Regions from separate parts of the Zea mays genome. Here region 1 is linked to region 2. Evidence: chromatin contacts called from public Hi-C data. All regions are on one chromosome and are shown on one strand. Each heading gives the region's core, a stretch centred on a gene start, on an enhancer-like site or on the middle of the called end of the contact. The rest is flanking DNA. Distances are from core to core; before and after follow the strand shown. Region 1 holds the start of LOC100280639 (60S ribosomal protein L17). Region 2 holds the start of LOC100216928.

What was found. Hi-C and Micro-C count contacts between places; a contact is called where the count stands out from the background.
Region 1: a Hi-C map of bundle sheath shows a contact between it and region 2, with 2.6 times the contacts expected there. The contact joins the promoter of LOC100280639 here to the promoter of LOC100216928 in region 2. A contact is called at or near these places in 4 of 25 Hi-C or Micro-C datasets (bundle sheath, ear, leaf and 1 more).

Annotation. Positions count from the first base shown.
Region 1 is chr8:94,940,376-94,946,953 of Zm-B73-REFERENCE-NAM-5.0, reverse strand. LOC100280639 (60S ribosomal protein L17) reads left to right here and starts at 4,877. Exons shown (of 7, transcript NM_001374586.1): 1 at 4,877-5,014; 2 at 5,133-5,169; 3 at 5,257-5,297. The coding sequence starts at 5,012.
Region 2 is chr8:94,254,540-94,260,681 of Zm-B73-REFERENCE-NAM-5.0, reverse strand. LOC100216928 reads left to right here and starts at 4,008. Exons shown (of 4, transcript NM_001143313.1): 1 at 4,008-4,437. The coding sequence starts at 4,255.

The DNA.
Region 1 (6,578 bases), core at 3,628-6,127, 690 kb before region 2:
ACAGAATTATTTTGTTAAGAACCAATTGTGTCATTAGTGCATAAGATTTAACCCCCTGCGAGACCTTTCCCGTTTCTTTCTATCCACAACAAATGCGTTATCGAATGTCATACTTGATGCATATTCGCTTTATTTGTTATCTTGTATGGTGTACTGTTCTTTTGTATTAAATATGTGGATGTATGTATGTATGTTTGCGCTCGCATAGAGAACGATCCGGTCGAAGAGCCCGAGGAATTCGCAGGAGAAGCCCCTGAGCAGCAGTCGTTTGGTGGAGGCAAGTGTCCTTTGACCCATCTATGTCCTATTCATTCTTTAATTCACCTCCCGCTTTACACATTTATACCTAAGGATTGACTAGCTTTTGTTATCCATGTCCTTGTTTACCTATTTGGGTCGGATTATTACTACTTAGTCTGATGCTATTGCTCAACTCTAATCAATGAACATGATGTGATTATCTATGATACGCTGTTTTCCCGTTCTTCTTTATGATTATACTTGTGGTTTTCAAGGGGACTCGAGCGGTTTCTCGAGTGCCTCTCCGTAAGGACCTGTTCTATGGATGACCGCCCGGGAAAACAGTGCAACCATGAGGGTGGAATGGGGTGCCCTTAGCTGAATAATTAGAGGATCCGGGGTGTAGTTCACTTAGCCGTCGTGCCGTCAATGGGGCTCGGTGTATGCGGCTCGCTCTGCCAAGTTTGGGTTCGCCCCTTGGGGAGGAGTGCGGTGCATTTAGGAAACCTAACGGGTGGCTACAGCCCCGGGGAATCTTTGTAAAGGCTTCGTAGTGATGCCCTGCTGGATCACCTTGGTAGTGATCAATGGAGAGTCATGATCTCCGGGCAGAATGGGAATCACGGCTTGTGGGTAAAGTGCACAACCTCTGCAGAGTGTTATGAAACTGATATATCAGCCGTGCTCGCGGTTATGAGCGGCCAAGGGAGCTCCAATGATTAGTGGTACTTGATCAGAGACATTGTGGTACAGGTGGTTATGAGATTGATGGTTCTGGTTATGGTTATGATGCTGGTAAGTGGTATTCTTTCCGTTTGGAAAGGATACATTGGGTTAATAACTTGGGTTAATGCTAAAACTTGGCTTTCTACTAGTAAGTAATAACCTGACCAACTAAAAGCAACTGCTTGACTTATCCCCACATAAAGCTAGTCCACTACAGCCAAACAGGATACTTGCTGAGTATGTTGATGTGTACTCACCCTTGCTCTACACACCAAACCCCCCCCCAGGTTGTCAGCATTGCAACCACTGCTCAGGCGAAGATGAAGCTGTGGAAGGAGACTTCCAGGAGTTCCAAGATTACGACGAGTTCTAGGTGTGGGTTAGCGGCAACCCCCAGTCGGCTGCCTGTGAAGGCCGCGTTATCTACGTTTCTTTTCCGCACTTTGATTTATTGTAAGAACTATATGGACGTCTCGGACGTATGATGTAATCGACTATTTCCCTTATTAATACTATTTTGAGCACTGTGTGATGATGTCCATATTATGTAACTGCTGTGTACGTGAATAACTGATCCTGGCACGTACATGGTTCGCATTCGGTTTGCCTTCTAAAACCGGGTGTGACATGCATATACTGAAACATCCCTGCCATCCTCGCCTCCAAGTCCTCACGTTGCCTCCTCTCTTCTTCTAACCGAGTTTGTAATACTTCACCCTAATGTTACGATAAAGCAAAGAGAAAATATATAATAATCAATGAATGACGAATAGGTAAGGAATAAACTGGACTTCCTAGATGCGATGTTGTGAGCTGTCCTACCGAGGTCATAAGGCTGGGCTCGCGCTCGTGCTCCTTGCTCGCACTTGAGACAGAGTGGAAGTGGAGAACTAGTTGATTGTCCCGTCGGTAATCCAGTACCGCCCATGCCTCTTGCCTCCTCCGACCCTCATGAGGACATCTCCGTCGATGTCCTCGGTCCTCAGATTGTAATCTGGCCCATGGGCCTCCTTTGCCATGATTGAATAGTTTTTTTGGTTTAGGATGGCTCCATCAAGGTTTGCCAAAGCCTCCTGTACCCTGAATATAGAGTTTCAAACGGTCCTCTACGCTCTTCAGCAGCGTCCTCCAAATGGTCCTCTAAATTTAGAGGACGCTGCTGGATTCTCTATATATAGAGTTTCTTTAAACGGTCATCTATCATTTTGAATACTTTAAATAACTAAATAACCGGTTTAGCAAAACTAAAATATGTACAATACATTTGAGAGTATGATAAATATGTATGTATAAAAAATAAAAATAAAAATGTCTCTAATATAGGTATTTGCGTATAGGGGACGTGATTTAGATGACGTTGTTGGAGAAGAAGGAGATATAGAGGATGTAATCTTTTAGATGAGACTGTAAAGGACGGATATAGAGGATGGATATAGAGGACGTTGCTGGAGACAGCCTTACGGAAGACATCCATTGAAACGAATGGTACACTATTTTATGGGTTGCTCAAACCAGCGAAAAACTGACTGAAGAGGTCCACTTTGAGTCAGAGAAACTTGCCACATCTGAGATGCGGCCACCTCAGCTCCAGGGTCCAAGCTTCGACGGAGAAGCGCTCATGCACCGCTACTCGCTGTCCCGCTGTAGTTTAAATGCGCCCATCGATGGAGGCGGAGGCGGAGGCGGAGCTACGGTGTGGGAAGGAGACGAGAATTGTGGTATGGGAGGGGAAGCTGCAGTGTGGGAGGCGGAGGTGCGTGTGCGGGTGTAGAAAGAGAATATTTTCATGGCCACCCCGCCAAACGTACCGGCCAGCATATGGATATCCGTTTGGGTAAACTGTTGGACGAAGCGTCAGGTTACCCATAATTCTACGGAAAGGCAATCTACCCATCCCACCCCATATGAGTATGGGTAAACTGCTGGAGTTGGTCTTAAAAGCCTATTATTTTTAGCATGTACTTAGTACCATTTCTAGTAGTTTGAAACCAGAATGGTATGCTATTATGTGGTTTGCTCAGACCAACGCAAAAAACTAACTCAAAAGGTGTCTGAAAACTACATAGGTCTATGACATTAGAAATGGCGCTCATGATCTCACTATTTTACATTTTGATGACAACTTTCTTTGTTATACCTGTAGGTACGACATATATTTTTCATCCTGTATCGCTATCCTCTGGCTTGAACAAGCTAGCTTGTGGAAGTAACTACAGGTGCAGGGCGACCCAAAAGGGTGTCTTGATCATGAATCGAAAAACAACACCCAACAAGTAGGTGAACACGATACAAAAGTAGTTGTCGGTAGCAAAACAAACATGTATCCACGGAGGCCTAGTCGAGAGTCAGGTCACAAACGGCATCTATAGCAGCAATTCCATTACAACGGTGGCAGATGACAGAAAAAATCAATGAGGTCTGCAATGAAAAGATAGACCTGGTGATATCTCAGATATAGGTCTCCAATATACAAATGGAAGACGAAGAGGGTGGGGAACTAATATAGGGGGAGATTGGAAGAAGGCACCAATCTTTAGCCTGTACAGATGACCACGACCTACTTAGACGCACACAGAAGAATCGAGATACAAACCATATCCCATGCCATTTCTCTTGACAGAGAAGTACATCTTGAATGCAATCCCACCAGGCACGATGGATTTCATGAACGCGAGACACACACCTCGTTCTCCTTGAGGCTGAGGGTGTCGGCGAGGAAGGTGGTCGAATTGGCGTCTGCGCGTAGAGGAAGGTGGAGGCGTCACTTCTGGACGGTGCGGACGCAGTGGTTGTGACGGTGTCGCCTAAGACCCGCAGTCGTCGCCACCCCGCACCTGCGCTGACGGCGAGGAGCCATCACAAGACCGACCTACCAGCGCGAAGCTCGAGGCAGACCCGTCTTGTGCACACGGTGGATCGGCGCCATCGTGGGCGGTTCCTTCGGCGAATCGCTTGGATAGGGAGACATATTTTTGGTGACGATGGAGAGTGAAGAGGAAAAGGGAGATGAGAGAGAAGGTGAGAAGGGTAAGAACAGGCAACCTAGGTCTCGTGTTTTTTCTCACAACCGTGTTGTCACGCGTCAGGCTGTGACTGGTACAAGGGTACATGTGTTTCCTGGTTAGCCTTTTTGTCCCGTACTCACACGCTCTGCAGCTGTGGTTGGAAAAGTACACACGAAACTAGGGATAACAGCGGGTCGGATTCAGGTCGGGTATAACAAATATACGTCCGCGACCGTACCCGTGGGTATTAGACATACCCGTCCGCACTGTACCCGCGGGTTAAAAATTGTACCCGTCGGGTATCGGGCGGGTATCGGGTACCCGCAGGTATATATATATATATATATATATATATATATATATATATATATATATATATATATATATATATATATATATATATATATATATATATATATATATATATATATATATATATATATATATATATATATATATATCTAAAAACAATACCGAAATTTTCCAGAAAATATAATTATAACCAGCAAAAAATCTAGAAAACTTATGCGTACAGGGAACACTTCAAACAAGTCTTCATGAATTATGTGTCAACACAAGCATACAAAACATAATATGGAAACACTTCAAGTCTTTATGATACATACGCACTAGGTTTTTAGTTTTTACGGATATCCATGGGTAACCCGCGGACGACAAAAATATCCATAGGGGCAAGACCCGCGGGTACAAATTCGTACCTGAAATCGAACCCGCGGGTAAAATTGCCATCCCTACGCGAAACACTTAGAGCGCTCCAAAACCGAGCGTCTTTTAAGACTTTAGACAAGGAAGATATAAACTGGTTCTTTTTCCTTGGATGAACGTGGGCCAAGCTCGAGCGGCTCGGCCCATAACGAAGCCGCTAGGGTTTTTGCCCAGTAGTTGGCTTGCATAGTTGCATGTACACAATTTCTCGCGCTCCTACCGCCGCCGCTTCGTTCTCTAACCTTGGCTCCCGCTCCCTCCGCAGGAGCATCTCAACACCGCCTTGAGGACCCCCCAACTCGCCGGCTGCAGCCATGGTAAGATCTCCCTCCCCCTTACTCTCTCGCCTGTTGCATCTTCGCTGCCCTGCAGCCATGGATTTGGCGTCGCCCTTGCGAACTCCTGACGTGCAACGGGCCTTGTTTCTGGTTCCAGGTGAAATATTCGACGGAGCCAACCAACCCCACCAAGTGTAAGTTTTTCTACGGAGGGTATCCATATCCATTTGTGCATCTGCTGGCTTTCTGATTCGCGTGTGGTTCTCTTTATTTCGATGCAGCAACCAAGGCCATGGGCCGTGACCTACGTGTTCACTTCAAGGTGAGAGATTCCTACCTGCCTCCCGACCTAGATTCTGTTCAAGAGATCTCATGATATGTTTGTGTCCTACCTGCTTCCCGATCGAGATCCTATTCAAGAGATCTTATGATATGTCTGTGTCATTTTTTTTGCTGCGTTCGGTTATAGCCTGTTTCAAGAGATCTTATGATATGCTTTGTCATTTTTTTGCCGCGTTCGGTTATTGCCTTAGGCCTTATTCGTTTCCGTCGGATTGCACCCGGAATCGTTCCAGCTAATCAAAGTTTATATAAATTAGAGAAGCAATCCGTTTAGGAATCATTCCGACCCACCAATCCGACAGAAACGAACAAGGCCTTAGGGCGGGTTGTTTGTTGTGGAATTTAAATTCCACACCAAATCACTCTTAACACCATATGGATTAAGGTGGATACGTGGGCATCCAAACAACGCCTTAGTCTTTAGATACTGTACATCTTGAAGTTCCTCTTTACCCTAAGTAGTGTATGCCGTTTGACTCATGGTATCACCGATCATGTGTCACCAATTTTTTATTGTTGTTATTCCTTTCAGTAATGCTGTTTACGGTTGGCTTCGTTGTTCTTATGTAGATGCTTTTGGAAGCATGAGACTGAATTCACCAAACTAATGCTGTGTTCCCTCCCACAAAAGGATGCAATTCACACTTTCCATGGAGTAAAATGATTTGAAGTTTGATGGATGTTAAATAAAAAAGTACTTACATAAGTTACATTTATAATACAAGATAAGTACCATTAAATTAATCATTAAATATATTTTTGTGGTATTAGAGACATAAATGTTAATACTATTCACTATAAATTTAGTCAAATTTGAGTTAGTTTGATTTGCACAAATTCCAGCCCTCCTTGAATTACATCTACTTGAGTTTCTTCTTTTAGTGAATCTCTCTAACTGCAACATCTTATTTGTAAGGCAGTAAGGCACCAGGTACCAAAAGAATGTACTTGCATATCCTGGTAACCTTTAGAATGCTAAACTTCATTGTTATTGGTTGGACCAGGTTTCACGACATGATTCCAATTAGATTAGTATAAGTGATGTCTACTTGAGTTTTTTCTTTTAGTGAGTCTGTAATTATGGCAGCATAAGGCACCTGGCGGCTGGCGCCAAAATAATGTGCTCACATATACATATACTGGTAAACCTTTAGAATGCCAGATTTGTTTTTACTGGGTGGACCAGGTGTAGCAACTTGGTTCCAATTAGATTAGTAAGTAATGCCATTTTGTTTGTTTATTTGGTGAATTATCTGTTGCT
Region 2 (6,142 bases), core at 2,759-5,258:
ATGTGCTTTTGGCATTTGAGTACAAAAGTGTTATTTTCTGAAATGCACATATTTAGGGGGAGGAAACTATATCATAGGATTTAAAATCTTATTTATCAAATCTTATGTAAGCTTTAAATGTGTTGTCATCAATCACCAAAAAGGGGGAGATTGAAAGTGCATTCATCCCTTTTGTGAGTTTTGGTGATTTGGATAACGACACATTTAAAGGTCTAACGAGTTTGCTAAGTGTTGAACAGGAAATTCAGTATGATGAATATACTTGAATAGTGTATAATGATCAGTGAACAAAGGTTCAACACGAGGTTAAATAACCAATGAGACAATGCAAATGGATATAATATGATCTCTATATTGGTTTGAATATATGGACAAGACCTGAGAAATCACTACATACATATGACCAGAATAGAGGACAAAGTGATTTAGAGGATTGGTCAAGCCAAAGAGAATAAGATATGAGGAATCGTGAATTGGCTTGACCATATTACTATCAGTCCATATATGCTTCTATGAGAATCAAACTAGTGCTTGATTAATCTTAACAGTTATATCTAGAAGACATTCAAGCAACGTTCACAATATTGAAGAAATGATTCTCTCAATGGATGCTCAATATGATGTGACTCAAGAATGGCTTGATAGGGTGAAGATAGCAAGGAAAGGGCTTCGAGGAACTAGGCGAAGGTGATGGCCAAGCGACGGCTTGTAGACCGAGGTACCATGGCTAAGGTGAAGAAGAGAGTACTTGCACTAAGTCGATGAACTAATCAGCTATGAAGAGTTATAACATGTTGATGCATCAGTAAGGTGACTTGAAGCCATGATTTGAACTCATATAAGGTGATATGGTACAAGTCACAGGGTTTGATTTGAGTTTGCTTCAAAAGGTGAGATAAAGATGTTTGTGATCCTTATGAAGCAATGCCATGGAGAAATTACACATGAGACACCAATGACTCAAGGAGTTTACTTCATTTTATTTTATTTAACTTGAGTATAGGAATCGTCGTACTATAAAGGGGGATCCAAAAGAAGGTTGGTGTTTGCCAAAGCTCAAACCTCTCTATTCAAAAGCTATTTTTGAAAAGCAAAAATCTCTTTAACGTTCTATGGTTGACCGTGGTTAGGGTTGAGAAACCTAGAGTGTTATTGCTGAAAAGCAGCTGAACTTCTTCAACTGCAGCTGAGCTTTCCAGCTGAACTTGACTTCAGCTGAGTTGAGCTTCTTCAGCTGCAGCTGAGCTTTTCAGCTGAGCTGAACTTCAACTGAGTTGAGCTTCTTCAGCTGCAGCTGAGCTTTTCAGCTGAGCTGAACTTCAGCTGAGTTGAGCTTTCTCAACTTCAGCTGAACTCAACTTTAGCTGTGAACCTCTTTGACCATACACCAGCTGAACTTGCCTCCGGGCAGTTGAGCTGGGGTTTTCTCTCCTAAACTCACTAGTCAAGACCGGTTGAACTGGTCCTGAGGGGCAGTTCAGCTGGTCTCTGACCCCTCTGACCTCTGATCTGCAGTCTGCCAGTCAGACTGGCAAACAGGTCGCCAGGAGCTGTCAGGGGCGGTTCAACCGCCCCCCTGGGCAGTTCAACCGGTGTTGGTCAACTTTGACCAGTCTGCGGTCAGTCTACGCGTTAGTCTGCCAGTCAGACTGGAAGACAGGCTGCCAGGCCTGCCAGGGGCAGTTCAACCGCCCTAGGGGCGGTTCAACCGGTCTCAAGCAGAAAAATCTGCCCAAACGGCTAGTTTTGAGCTCCACCTATATATACTCACTCCTACCTCTCACCCCACAGCAGTGAGCACGATTTGAACTCCATTTCTAACCCAAGAAACACCTCCCTCTCTCTCTCACACATCTCTTGCCTCTCCCATTTCAAATCTTTGGAGAGAAATCTTTGAGTGAGCTTGAGAGCTGTGGTTTTGTGCTTCATCTCTAAATCTCTCTTGCTCTTCTTCTTCATTCGAGCTTTGGTACTACATCGAGTTCTTTGTGGATTCATTACTCTTGGAGCTTCTAGCTCCTAGACGACTAGGTGTCTCTTGTGAGTCTCCAAATCTTGTGGAAGACCACAAGAAAGTTTGTATTACCCGCTCGTTTGAGCAAAGATTAGTGTGTGAGCTTGACCTTTGTGGTCGGCAAAGGGAGGATTAGGGTTGAAAGAGACCCGGCTCTTTGTGGGCGCCTCAACGAGGAAGTAGGGCACCTTGGTGGTGTGACCGAACCTCGGGATAAATCTTGTGTCTCTTGTGTTCTTGCTCATTGTGTTTGTTTGTGTTCTTCGTTCTCTCACCATTCCGTGAAAGATTTGTTTATATCTTTTTAGTGTGTGGATTTTGAGAAGTGCCCTTCTCAGATCTACTACTTTGAACCCTGTGGATCATTTAGAACATCTCATTTCCAAAGTTAACTGGGTGAATTTCAAGATCAATTCAGTTTTACCCAGTTTGCTTCTAATTTTTGTTGAAAAAGTTTTAACTTGCCTATTCACCCCCCTCTAGGCAACTTTCAATATATGAATATAAAATCATAGATGATATGAACTAAACTTAAGCAAAACACATTGAACAACAAGGATGCAGTGAAATGTGTGTTTAAGATGAAACTCAAACCTACTGTCAGGAACTTGCCCAACACTATCGCTTGGCGTGCGGTACTGATTCTCGATGTAGAATGCTCAAACAGCAGCTATGCCTGCAAGCAATACATGGATATGGATTTGGTGATGTTCAGTGGCAAGTCCAGTAATTACCTACACTCATCAACATGTGTAGCCAAGAATATCGATCGGAAAGCTAGTAATGCAATTCAAAAGATAAGATGAAGACATGTGATTTATCTTGTGGTTCAGCTCGCAAAAGGTTTGCCTACGTCTACGTTGTTGAGGAAGCCGAAACAACTTTGGAGTCTCTTTCAACTCACTCTTCTCTAACTCACCACCGAGGTGATGAGCTAAGATCTCCACTAAGATATCGGGTAGTTATAGACTTTGATACCTAATCATCTAGTAGGCTTTCCTTCCAAGAGTAGTAAATGCAAAATGAATGTTGACAAAGCTTGATAAATGCTCAAGGTTATCTTGCTCTTAATTTGCTCTCTAGCTCTTAATCACACAATAATCACTCTCTAATCACACAGAAATTATTCACTCTTACAAAGAGAGTAGTTAGAGTGGGCTCACAAATGCTTTGGATGAGTTTTATATATTCTGGAAACCAGCAGGCCCCTGGGCATGAGATGGGTATACATACCCCTAGGTCCAAAATTATCCATTGGGTTCAAAACTAGCCGTTTGGAGCTGTACATGTCCGACACTACCGCTTGTCTACATGACACTGTCGCTATACAACGGGCTTCACAAAAAATGCTATAACTATTGACTCGAACTCTACGGTGATCTTGGACTTTTCGAAAAGCTTGTTGAGGGCTATCCAACCTAATAAAGAACAAGCCCAAAGATCAGAAAGTTAAACTGTTGTGTTTTCAGGAATATATTTTGTTGACATCCATTTGATTGGGATTTTAAATTTTTGACAACGAAGTTGGATTAGAAAGCTGAACTAAGACCGCTAAAGATGGCAACGACTGCTGTGCAAGCAATCCTTCTGTGCAAGCGTGCAAGTAAACCATCTGATCCGTTAGATCGTGATCCAACCACAGATACAACCATAGTTTGTTAGGGGTTTTTTTATAAAGATTATTGAGCCAGTGGTGGAAGGGTTTAAGTATTAAATGTGACCTACGGTTGGATCACGATCTAACGGATCAGATGGTTTGCTTGCACGCTTGCACAGAAATACTGCTTGCACAACAGTCGTTGCCGCTAAAGATAGCCTAAATGACAGTTTTTTATTGAGGTGCCTTTTTGGTAATTTGCTGGAGGCAGCAGTAGTTCTTGTTGCTAATTTGCAAATTGGGGGGGGGGGGGGGGGGGCATCGGATCCGCTAATCCAAACTCTGGCCCAGTCATCAGTCACCCGTGACAGTCTCATGGGCTTTCTCGTGTAGCATCATTTCCGCTACCCAAATCTCTCCGTCCACGGCGACGCCAGACGGCATCCGTCAGCCAGCAACATCTCCACCACACCCTCCCCGTCCCCGACGAAGAAGCACAGCGGAGAGGCGGCCGAAGCCGACGCCTCACCAAGTCACCAGTAGCTTCTCCGCGCTCGTGCGCGCCTTCCCGCACTTGGATGCTCCCTGCGCCGGCGCCTAGAGCGGCGGCCGTCTAGCGGGCGCCCGGAGGGTGAACCCACCGATGGCCGACGCTCTCCTTCCACGCCGCTTCCTCGCGCCGTTGTCAGTCGTATCCGGAGCCTCTTCATCAGCCTCTTCGTCCCCGCCGTGTCTTTGGGTGCTCTCGTCGCCCGGCTCCCCGCGCCGGCCGCGCCTGGCGGCCGGTCACCCGCAACCCCGGCCTCGCCGGTTCACTCGGCACAAGGTGCGCGTTCTCGGCTGAAGTATTTGCAACCGGCTTTGTTGTTTATCAAGCGCTGCGATGTGGCGCTCCGAAGGGTTTCTCGGTTGTTTTCCCACCACCGCGTGGTTGGGACTTCCATTGTGAACGATGTGGAGGAGGGACGCTTCTTTTACGATTTTTGGTTTACTGCGAGGTTTGTGGTGTTGCTTATCAGTGTGTTTGGTTGGATGTATATGGAGGGATGGAATGAGACGGCCTAGTGTTTGGATGATAGTCCGTAGGGGCGAGGTACCTTGGAGTAGTTTTTGGTGGCGACGTGATCCTAAAAAATTGAGGGGACAGTGTCGCTCCTAACTCATCCTACTTTGACCTCAAACCAAACACATAATAAGTATATTTCCTCTCCGGATTAGAGGGTACACGGGTTGTTGTACCACGGAGCAGCCTTTGCAATTCCATGCCATTTATGAGCAAATAAAATCCTAAGGCCATTCTCAATGCATAGTTTTACGAGAAGTTTCATACATTAATTAGAATGGCACATAAATTTTTTAGATGATATAACACTATATTTATTATGAAATGGATGAAAGTAGTTTCATCACCATGAAACCGTGTCAACTCATTTTCAAGACATTGGTGAAACTGTGTCAACTTATTTCCAAAACATTGGAAAATGCATGAAACCGCTATTGAGAGCAATTTGTTTCATCTTCATTCATTTCATACATTTGTATTGGCTATTTAGATGCAACATTTAATTGACATTGTAGTCTATGAAATTGTGAAGTGAAACTTTGTATTGAGAGTGTAATGAAACATTCTTTATTTCATCTCACTCTTGATGATGTGGTAGTATTGGAAATAATGCAATGAAGCTCTCATCGAGAATGCCTAAGGGCATGTACAATGTATATTAATGCTTCACCAAGACACACCTCTGGCTCAGTTTTCTAAGCTCAAGACATAACTTCACTAGTACAATCCATATAAATGAGTCATGTCTTAGTATTTTTTTATTGAATAAGACACAAGGTATACAAACACCCATTGTATCTACATGTGTCTTAGCTGTGTCTTTTACTTAAAAACCGCACCATGCTCTTAGGGTTGTACATGCCTAAGTGAATTTCGTGGTTTCTTTTGTGCCTTTAATGTTTTGTTGCTTATTGAGCAACCTTTCATAAGGGCATTACAGCCAACCCTATTTAATATGGAGTCCCTTGAGGGGTCTTTAGGGGGTTAAGTGAAAAAAGTAATAGAGTCTGTCTCTGCACGAGTCTCTCTATATATTGTCTCTTAACTACATTAATGATTTAGGGGCTCAGAGTTGTATCATGCAATTTCTTAGTTGTCTCTTATACTTGAAAAACCGGTTCAAAGGCTTAGGGCCTTATTTGCCCTAAGGCAAGTCCATTACTTTGTTGAATTAGACCTTAGACCTCTTCGTTTCCAGTGTCCCATTATTTCTATGCCATGTGAAAAGGAAATGCATACCAACGACTAACTATAAGAACTGTACTATGCAAATTACATAGTGCACTATTGCTTGTTTCATTTGGGTTCATTACTTCATTTTGGTATTTTAAGTGCTACTTTTTTCATTCTCCATGTCTAAGTAATTCACCAGGATGTGTGCTGTATTCAATTACACTTTTATTTTAGTTGAGTTGTGCTATTCTTGCTTGGTTGAACTTGTGCATGTTTTAATGAAAGGTTGTGTGCT